Regions from separate parts of the Oryctolagus cuniculus genome. Here regions 1 and 3 are each linked to region 2. A link is a contact called in public Hi-C and Micro-C data. All regions are on one chromosome and are shown on one strand. The core of a region is the stretch at or near the end of the contact, and the rest is flanking DNA. Distances in the headings are between cores, read along the strand shown.

Evidence for each region. Hi-C and Micro-C count contacts between places; a contact is called where the count stands out from the background.
Region 1: a contact with region 2 is called in a Hi-C map of an unstated tissue, with 2.1 times the contacts expected there. The contact joins two enhancer-like sites. A contact is called at or near these places in 2 of 6 Hi-C or Micro-C datasets (psoas muscle and an unstated tissue).
Region 3: a contact with region 2 is called in a Micro-C map of ear pinna, with 4 times the contacts expected there. The contact joins two enhancer-like sites. A contact is called at or near these places in 3 of 6 Hi-C or Micro-C datasets (ear pinna, psoas muscle and an unstated tissue).

The regions. Positions count from the first base shown.
Region 1 is chr7:113,878,223-113,881,098 of mOryCun1.1, forward strand. No RefSeq gene overlaps it. Among named protein-coding and RNA genes, the nearest start is that of FGGY, 160 kb to the left of the region's middle. Within about 2 kb of position 1,404, at least 4 of the 8 cell types and tissues checked have an H3K27ac peak or open chromatin away from gene starts, as enhancers often do.
Region 2 is chr7:113,262,818-113,265,785 of mOryCun1.1, forward strand. All of the region lies in intron 14 of FGGY (FGGY carbohydrate kinase domain containing), which reads right to left. The region is part of intron 3 of LOC138850643 (a long non-coding RNA gene); the gene reads left to right. Among named protein-coding and RNA genes, the nearest start is that of HOOK1, 96 kb to the left of the region's middle. Within about 2 kb of position 1,459, at least 2 of the 8 cell types and tissues checked have an H3K27ac peak or open chromatin away from gene starts, as enhancers often do. A contact at or near this core is called in ear pinna, where this site is marked.
Region 3 is chr7:114,122,766-114,125,465 of mOryCun1.1, forward strand. No RefSeq gene overlaps it. Among named protein-coding and RNA genes, the nearest start is that of JUN, 140 kb to the right of the region's middle. Within about 2 kb of position 1,341, at least 7 of the 8 cell types and tissues checked have an H3K27ac peak or open chromatin away from gene starts, as enhancers often do. A contact at or near this core is called in ear pinna, where this site is marked.

The sequences.
Region 1 (2,876 bases), core at 154-2,653, 620 kb after region 2:
GACATAGTTGGCAAAGGGCAGAGCCAGGATTCGAAAGCAAGCATCTAGTTTTAGCAAGCAGATGCTCATTCAGATTGCTCTGAAATTCCTCTGTTCTTAGTGATAAAATCTTTCTTATGCCTGATGAATCTTCACTCCACGTGTGAATTCTGCTTTGGGCTGGAATCGCGAAGGCTTTGTGAAACCCAGAAGTTCATGCATGGATTTCTGTAAGTCTAGTAAGCCCTGGAACTGTAAACAAGCTTTTCTGGTGTGTGTGTGTGTGCGCGCGCGCTTTAGCATTTGTGTGTTGCTTTTCTGAGGAGTGGTGGCAAGGCCTTTTGACAGATTTTCAAATAGGTCTTTGATCTAAAAACACATAGCAGAACATTGCCCTAGAGCAGTGGTTCTCAAAGTGTGATCCCTGAGCCAGCCTGCTTCCCGATACTTGTTAGGAACACCAACTCCCAGGCCCCATGCCAGACCCAGTAAATCAGAAATCCTGGGAGCGGGGCTCAGAAATCTGTATTAATAGGTTTTCCAAGTGATTCTGCTTTGTGTTCAGGTTTGAGAACTATGTCCGTGCCTACAGCAGCCTACGCATGAACGATGGAGCAACAAGATCCGCTCCTGGTCTGGGTGAGATTGCACAGTGGATGTGACATCAAGCAGAGGATCACAAAGCCTCAGAAGGCTGAGATCTTTGGGTATTGTCAGGCAGGAAGCACTGAAGCCTGCGCTTTGAACTGTGCCAGTGTTTCAGACAAGGCATTCGCTGAAAGCATCCGTGCAGCTCAGAGCAGGCATCACTGGGGGATGCTGAGCTCTGGCCTCGCTGACTAGAAGATGCAGGCTGCAGACTTAGCAGCAGCCCCACAGCGCCTCAGAGGCCAGCCTCTCCCCTCTCCCACACAGCTTCCTCTATGCTGGACTTCACATATCTTGTGTCATCCAAGGTACACAGACCTCTAATGACATTTCAGCAGAGGATCATTTGTCTGGGCTCCCAAGGCAGTTAGTATCCACTGATACCCTAACCACCCACTGTGAGGCACCAGGGCCCCTGGCCCAGTTGACACAACAGCTGTGCAGTCTGGGTAGGATTCCCCCTCCCCCCTGCCCCGCGATGCTGGACTTTCCCCACATCTTCCTGGAAATATGAAAGGTTCCAGGATCCACCTGCAGTGCTTGTGATGGGAAGGGTGGGGGTTCATGGGCCCGGTTCCCCTCCGAGAGCCCAAGCTGGGCCTCCTCTGTTCTGCTAAGTCACAAAGCTGGAAAGCACTTAGGGTAGAGAGAGCCTGTGTCTGCTGGTCGGCTTGGAAAGGTTCTGGGAATTCATTATGATCTAAACAACTATTCCAGCTATTCATGTGACTCAGCCCCCGAAATCGGGATCTTCCTGGGTCCAAAGAGCCCATTGCTGCTGACTCAGGGCTGAAAGGGCACCTTGTCAGCCCTCCTGGGCTCCCCGCTCAAGCTCCTGCAACCGCCATTCCCAGAGGACCCCAGAGGGAAGCAGACATGGCCGTAAGCTTCTCGGAGTGTCCAGTTTCATTTCTAAACAAGCAGCCAAGCTCCTCCACTTACAACTACACACTGCACACATCTGTCAGTCTGCTGCACACTCTGGAAGTGTGTGGAGGGGAAGCAATCAGAAAGTCACTCACACATCACATACTCATGCACACACTTAGAACATGCATGTCCGTCCCGGACCCACTGGGCGTCTGGCTGATAGCTAAGGACTCTGAGCCAGAGAGGCAGGGGCTGTGTCTGCCCAACCATTCAGCGTTCTGGCAGGGAAAACGCATGAACAGACATTGAGGAAGTAATGGAAAAAGTGCTTTAGCAGAACAATAGAGTGCTTTGAGAATGCTGAGCGGCAAGTGGCAACCCTTGCTGGCATTCTTTAGCAAGGAGCAAAATTCAGAGAGGGTAGATAGAAATTGCTTTAGTCTATGAGAACTCGAAAGAGGAGACAATGCCAGCAACCGACATGGCACAAGACAGAACTTTCTGGGAAAACAGGAGAAGGCTTTCAGAGGCAGAAGGGCAAGAAGACCAAAGTGGTGAGCTTTACGGTTCGCCTGGTGGTTTGTTTTTTCTTTTTAAACTTGAAACTGGTGGCTTGGTTTCTCCAAAATAGTCAGCCACTCAAACTTTGCTCCTTCATCTGAGGGAGAAGAGGGGAGAAAGAAAAATCACATGCCACTGGATGAAAATTAAAGACATTTTGCATGTATGATATCATATCTCATTAAACACTAAAAAATACACACACATAGTAGGTATTGAGACATAAGAATTAAGTAGGCAGCTGAAGTACGGCTGAGCTGAGATTAGAGCCTACATTTTTAGGATATACACACTAACTGTGCATGTAGTTACATAATATGACAAAACACTCATATCCCATTTTATAGGCTGGCAAATTGAGAGCCAGGCAGCCTCTCCAAAGTGCAAACAGCAGTAAGTGGGGTAGCAGGACTTCAGGCCCAGGTCTGTCTGAATTCTACATCTAGACCCTTCCCCTCAGACCAGCCTGGCTTTCTGTTGGTGGTATTTGTTTTCTATTTTGAGATCAGATAACATCTTCCTTTAGGATCTATAATGGGTCTTGAAAAAGCTTGTGGAAAATGGATATTAGGAATAAACTATGCCTAAATTTCAAACTCTGTGCACCAAAACACACTTAGAATTTTATGATTTATTCTATTTATTTGAAAGGCAGAGTTACAGAGAGAGGTAGAGAGAGAGATAAATCTTTCATCCACTGGGTTCACTCCCCAAATGGCTGCAACAGCCAGAGCTGGGCCGATCTGAAGTCAGGAGCCAGGAGCTTCTTCCAGGTCTCCCACACGGGTGCAGGGGCCTAAGGACTTGGGCCATCCTCC
Region 2 (2,968 bases), core at 209-2,708:
AAGAAGCAGCTAGAGGGTTCTTGACATCTGCCTCTCACTTGCCCAGGGCCAATCCAGATACATTTTTAGAACATCTCCACAAATAATGATGGAATTACCAAGAACATCTGCACACACAGAGAAACCCTTCTACTAGCCTGGCATGTTCCGGTCCAAGCTTTGGGTAAAACATTTTACCTTCCCCGGTCCTCACTGTACTCTTGGACACATGAGAGTCTACAGCATTACCATCCTGAGACATATAGCTTCAAGAGCAGAAACAGTGTATAGGGAAAGTGTCCAAGAAACCTGGACAATATAAAGAAAGAGATTCACAGATGTGAATATATGAAGATCAAAAACTCCCATTCAAGACATTATAAGCAAAGGTAGATGACAACGGACATAAGAAAGTCTTCCGTATATATGACAGACAAAAGACGGATACAGAGTAGAAGAAGAATTCCTTGAATTTAGTGAGGAAAATATAAGCAAGCCTACAGGAAAAGGAAGACAGCATATTGACAAGCCCTTAGCAGAAAACAGAAATTTAAGTAGCTGATTGGATAAAAAAAGAAAATGTAATCGGAGAAAGGCAAAGGAAAAAAACAAAGAGCAATCACTGTTGGTCCATTAGGTTGGCAAAAACACTACATGGCCGGCAATATCCTGTGTTGGTAAAGGCACTGGGACAGCACTGGCAGGAGTGCAAATTGGAGACAGCCCTCTGGCAGGACACGTTGGCCACAGTTAACATTTTAAATGCATACATCCTTCCATCAGAAATTCCATGTTTCTGTGTCTTTTCTGTATCTCTCCAAGAGAAATTCGCATTCCTCCATGTGAGTCACTATCCCAGCAAATGACCCTTGCGTCCCAGCTGTAGCTGCCAAGCACTGGAGTCTACCTCGATGTCTAGCAACAGGACAGTGGTTGGACAGATTTCTTTGATAGATGAAAACTCTGGAACTACTGTTAGTATATAGTATACAGGGGCAGCTGTACATGTTTTAGTGTACTCCAAAATATCTTGCAAATGGGAAAAAACCTGAGCAATCTCTACAGCATCATTGTGTGTGTGTGTGTGTGTGTGTGTGTGTGTAATATTTTGTCTGTGATTTTATTAGGAAGGTTAAGAGGATGGACAAAATGTGTAACAGTGATTATCTCTGGAATGAGGGGAAGTTCACATCTTTCACCTACATTCTAAGTATCTTGTTTGTATCTGAACAGTGTAACTGTATTCTTGTCTTTTTCAGTCATTTAAAGAATGTCAATCTGGCACCAGAGCCAGAGTCCCTTGCCTGGTGCTCTGTGTGACCTACTGTTCACCCTGGATTGAGAGACACACTGACCGAGGGCTGGGATCAGCTTAGGAAGCTGCCTTTCCCTTGGTGTTTCTCTCTTTCTTCGCACTCACATACCTCAACACGCAAACACACAGAATTGTTCCTGTCTTGTGCACAGCCTCACTCACAATAACCACGGCATATGCTGGTTCATAGCCAGAGACCTTCTGAATTGTGAACCAGTGTGATTCTGGCCATCTTGATAAAACGTGCACAATCACACTCTAACACAACCATGACAACAATAACAAATTGTCAGGCCCCATGGGCACAAGCCTTGATCTAAACCGTGGGGTCCAGTGGGCACATACGGAATGTGAAACCCCTTAAATAATCGCTCTGCTGGCCTGCAACAATCAGATGTTCCTTTAGCCTTAGCTTTCCCAAGGCATAAACTATGTATTCAGGGGAAAGCAAAGTCAAATGACTCATGACAGAGTTTGTTTTTAGTATGAATTATTTTTTCTGGCTCCTTGCTTTTAAAGACATATCATTTTCAGATGAGCTGAAGCAAGGACTGCTGGGAGCTAGGCTCACAGACCCAGCCCTTCTGCCCCTTCTCAAAGCTGTAAGCAGATGCTGTGGCAGAGCGTTTGGTTCCCATTATCATCACTCCCTTCAAGGACTCCTCTTTTTCCTTTCAAAACTGCACAATGGCAGCCTTGCAATAGCTGGTGGTATAGTAGAAAGAACATTGCATTTGGAGTCTAAGAGGCCACAGCTTTACTTGCAACTTTTCCATTTACTACTTATGTGATGCTGGGAATATCACATGGCTTCTCCAGGCTGCAGGTTCCTTGCACATGGAATGGGAGGGATGAGTACTGTGCTGGATTATGGCAGGGATTCAAGGAGGTAATCTCAGCAAAGTGTCTGCCCCACAGACCACACTCTCGGAGCCTCTATCCCGACTGCTTGTGGGAGACCTGGGCAGCAGGTATCCCAAGAAGGCAGGCAGTGGTGAAAGGCTACAGGGAGAAACACAGCAACTGTAACTTTCTTTGTATTTATCATGTGCCAGCTGCTGTTCTAATTGCTTTCCCTGGACTATCTCCTTCATCCTTAGACGTAACCCTCCAAGGTACAGACAAATGGGATCCACATTTCACGGCTGATGACATGAGGCACAGAGAGGGTAAGAAACCTGACCAAATCCACCCAGCTGGTGGTGAGTGGAGGATCTGGGGTCTGAATGTTTATGGCATGGCTGTAAAACCAGAGTGGGGAGAGGAAAAGTGGGCAGATCCAGAGGCTCCTTGAGTGGAATCCAGGACAAAATTCCATCACAAGTAGGCAGCTTTTCAGATCACTCTAGCGAAACACACAAGGGTAAGGAGGAGGGCACCGGGAGAGTGTTCAGCCAAGCCTTGCAGGAACATAGGTGGTGGACAGTCAGAGCCCTTTCTAGGGTATGACAGAAGAGAACAATGTCTTAATTTCTTAATGTCCTCCACAGCCATACCACCCTGAACATGTCTGATCTCATCCTAATAGTGTAGTATCTTTGGTCTAGGCCCAGAGAAGCCCATGTCTCTGAGTGAGGACCCCAGGACAGGGCTGCCATCTGTGGGGGTGGGGGAGCTGCCTGCCTGGCCCCGTATGCATTTGGTTTGTCCCAAGCAGGCAGAAATAGTTGGAAC
Region 3 (2,700 bases), core at 91-2,590, 860 kb after region 2:
TTTATTTAAAGTTCACAAGCAATAAGCATTAAAGCCAAGATTGGAAGCAGGGCAGCTAAGCTCCCAGGCTAATACACCTAGCACAACACCATACTGACTCGGAGTATGCAGTCAAGGCACGGTAGGCACAACTGCAAGACAGAAGCGACAGCCCCATGACAAGTGTCAGCGACCACAGGCTACAGGTACCCGGAGAAGACAGGATGGAGGGGGTGGTTCTGCCAGGAAAGGAGGAAGGCAATCAGGGAAGCTGCCTGGAGGAGGTGACCTTTATCCAACTTCTAAAGCTGCCTGGTGTTCCTCCGTGTTGATGAGAGCTAGAGAAGGGAGGGAGGCATTCCCTGTAGTTGTCACTGAGGCAGGCAGGGGTCAGGCAGCTGAGACTTCACCACCGCAGCCGAGGACAGAGGGCGGCAGGGACACCAGGCACCACTCAGCATGTGAGCCTCCAGGGTTCTCATCTGATATCTGATAGGGGATAATAACGCCTGCCTTCTGAAGCTATTTGAATATTAAATGAGATAATGTGTGCACACTTCCCGACCCAGCGTTTTCCCTCTTTCTTTATTTACCTCTCATAAAACTATTTCCCTCAGTAAAAAATTTTAATGGAGCTTATGTTTTACACGGAGGCACGCAGTCGCATTAATAATCCTGAGTATCACGATTAGTCATTCATAATGGTAATATAATTAATAATAATGTTAATTGCCATTGATGGAGGGCACTAAATGCTTAATATGTATAATCTCTATTTATCTAATCTACTCCACACAGCATATCTTAGAGATAGGTATCATTATCCCCATTTTATAGATGAGAATAATGAGGCAGAGGGAGATTAAGCAATGGGCACAAAGGTCACCGGGCACGGGTACGCAGAAGCAGGTCTGCCTGTCCAGAAAACTGCGGGACACACAGAGAATGCCCCGTGTTTGGGGATCCTGTGGGTCGTGGCGAAGTCTCTATGCCTTTTTCTCAGACCCAAAACAAACACAAGAGGTTCCCTAACGCGTTGGAACACGAAAGGCCCGCCTGAGGGAGCCAGGGGAGGGGCCAGGAGTCCCTCTGTGGAGGGCGGGGCTCGGGTGGCCCCACGGGGCCTTTCCCCCCCAACACAGCCAGGCGCCACGGTCTGGACTTGGCCCGCACCTGGGCCGAGGCGGAGGGTCAGGTGCGGCCAGAGCAGGCCCGCGGGGGAGCCGCCCGTTCCCACCGTGGGTGGCTCCCGGGCAGCAGGGAGTTAACCTGCTATCTGTTGGGAAGGCGGCCAGGGCCCTCCTCCCTGCCCGCCTTTGCTCTGGGGGCCGGGCGCTCTAGAAACTGAAACCAGCCGGCCGCCGGGCCGCCAGCCGCAGTGGGAGCCGGCCCTGGCCTTGCCTTCTATGGGGAAGCCCGCGAGGCCGGGGCGGGGCCGCAAGGCCGCGTCGCCGCCGAACCCCGCCCTGCATGAGCCCTGGGGGCGCCCGCCCAGGGTGCACGTGCGCTGGGGTCCCCCGGCCCTGCCCTGGGCACCGGCGGTCACCCTGGAGCCGCTCAGCTCCTGAGCTGCGCGTTCTTTGTACTGGAGAGGAGTAATGCAAGACCTGGGGGTTCCGGGAAGAGCGGACAGGATCTGACCCCTCCCCAACTCCCGGGGTGCTCAGTACAGGGTCTGAGGTCCAGTGTCCTTGTGGTCGCTGCTGGATGGGGTGGGCAACCTGCCTGGTGCGCTCGACAGCTCCAGTCCCTCAGTGTCCACGAGCAAGCGGAATGAGATGAGGGGAGGAGAAATATTTAGAACAGGAAGCCACCCCAACTTAACCAATGCCATAAATACTAAACTGGAGACTTCAGAATCACCTGGACAACTCAGAACCCTTTTCCCCCCAAATACTTCAGGGCAAACTTTTTCTTTTTTAAGTATAGCTTAATTTGTAAAAACCCATCAGGGTTTGGAGTCCCTGCCTTTGTTCGTATTCAGAACCCCTTACTCCATTGATCACAGGGTGTAGAGTTTCAAGCTCACTATTGATTTATTTTACTCTCTAAATCAATGAAAACCCAGAGTTCATTCGGCAAATATTCAATCCATATTCAACACGTATTTGCCGAGAGCAGGCTGTCTGCCAGGCTCTGTGCAGGCCCTGGGGGGATGGCCCAGAACAAAGCGAGCAAGGACATCCTGGTGGATTTGCTGGATTGCCCAGGGAACATAGGAAATGAACAGTCCGACTGACAGGAGCCCAGGGGATCCCCCCCCTCCAAGGCCAGCGAGCGGAGACGCCCTGTCTTCCTGCGGGGAGTAGACAGGGTTCAAAACCACACCGACGTGGCTATGGCCTCCTCTGTCGGGCCGCACTTAGAGAATCGGCACACCAGCACCTGTACGTACACCGCCGTGTTGCTGGTATGCATCCTAAGAGGTGCAGGATACTGAATATGTAAGGCCTCTTGAAGACAGGAACGGAAGGCCAGCATCCAGGAAGATCTTGAGGCCCTGATTCCTGCCTTTGTGGCCACTGTCGCCTGCCTCACCCGTGAGGAACCAGTAGCAGAGCAGCCCAGAGCGCGGGCTCTGAAGCCAGGCTCTCCAGAGCTAACTCCAGCCTTAGTCCTCACTCGCAAGCCAGGTGCTTGACCCCTGGGTGCCTGTGTTTCCTCTTCTCTAGAGTGCTCTGAATAAGGCCTGCTTTACAGAATTGTGATGGGTGGTAGAGA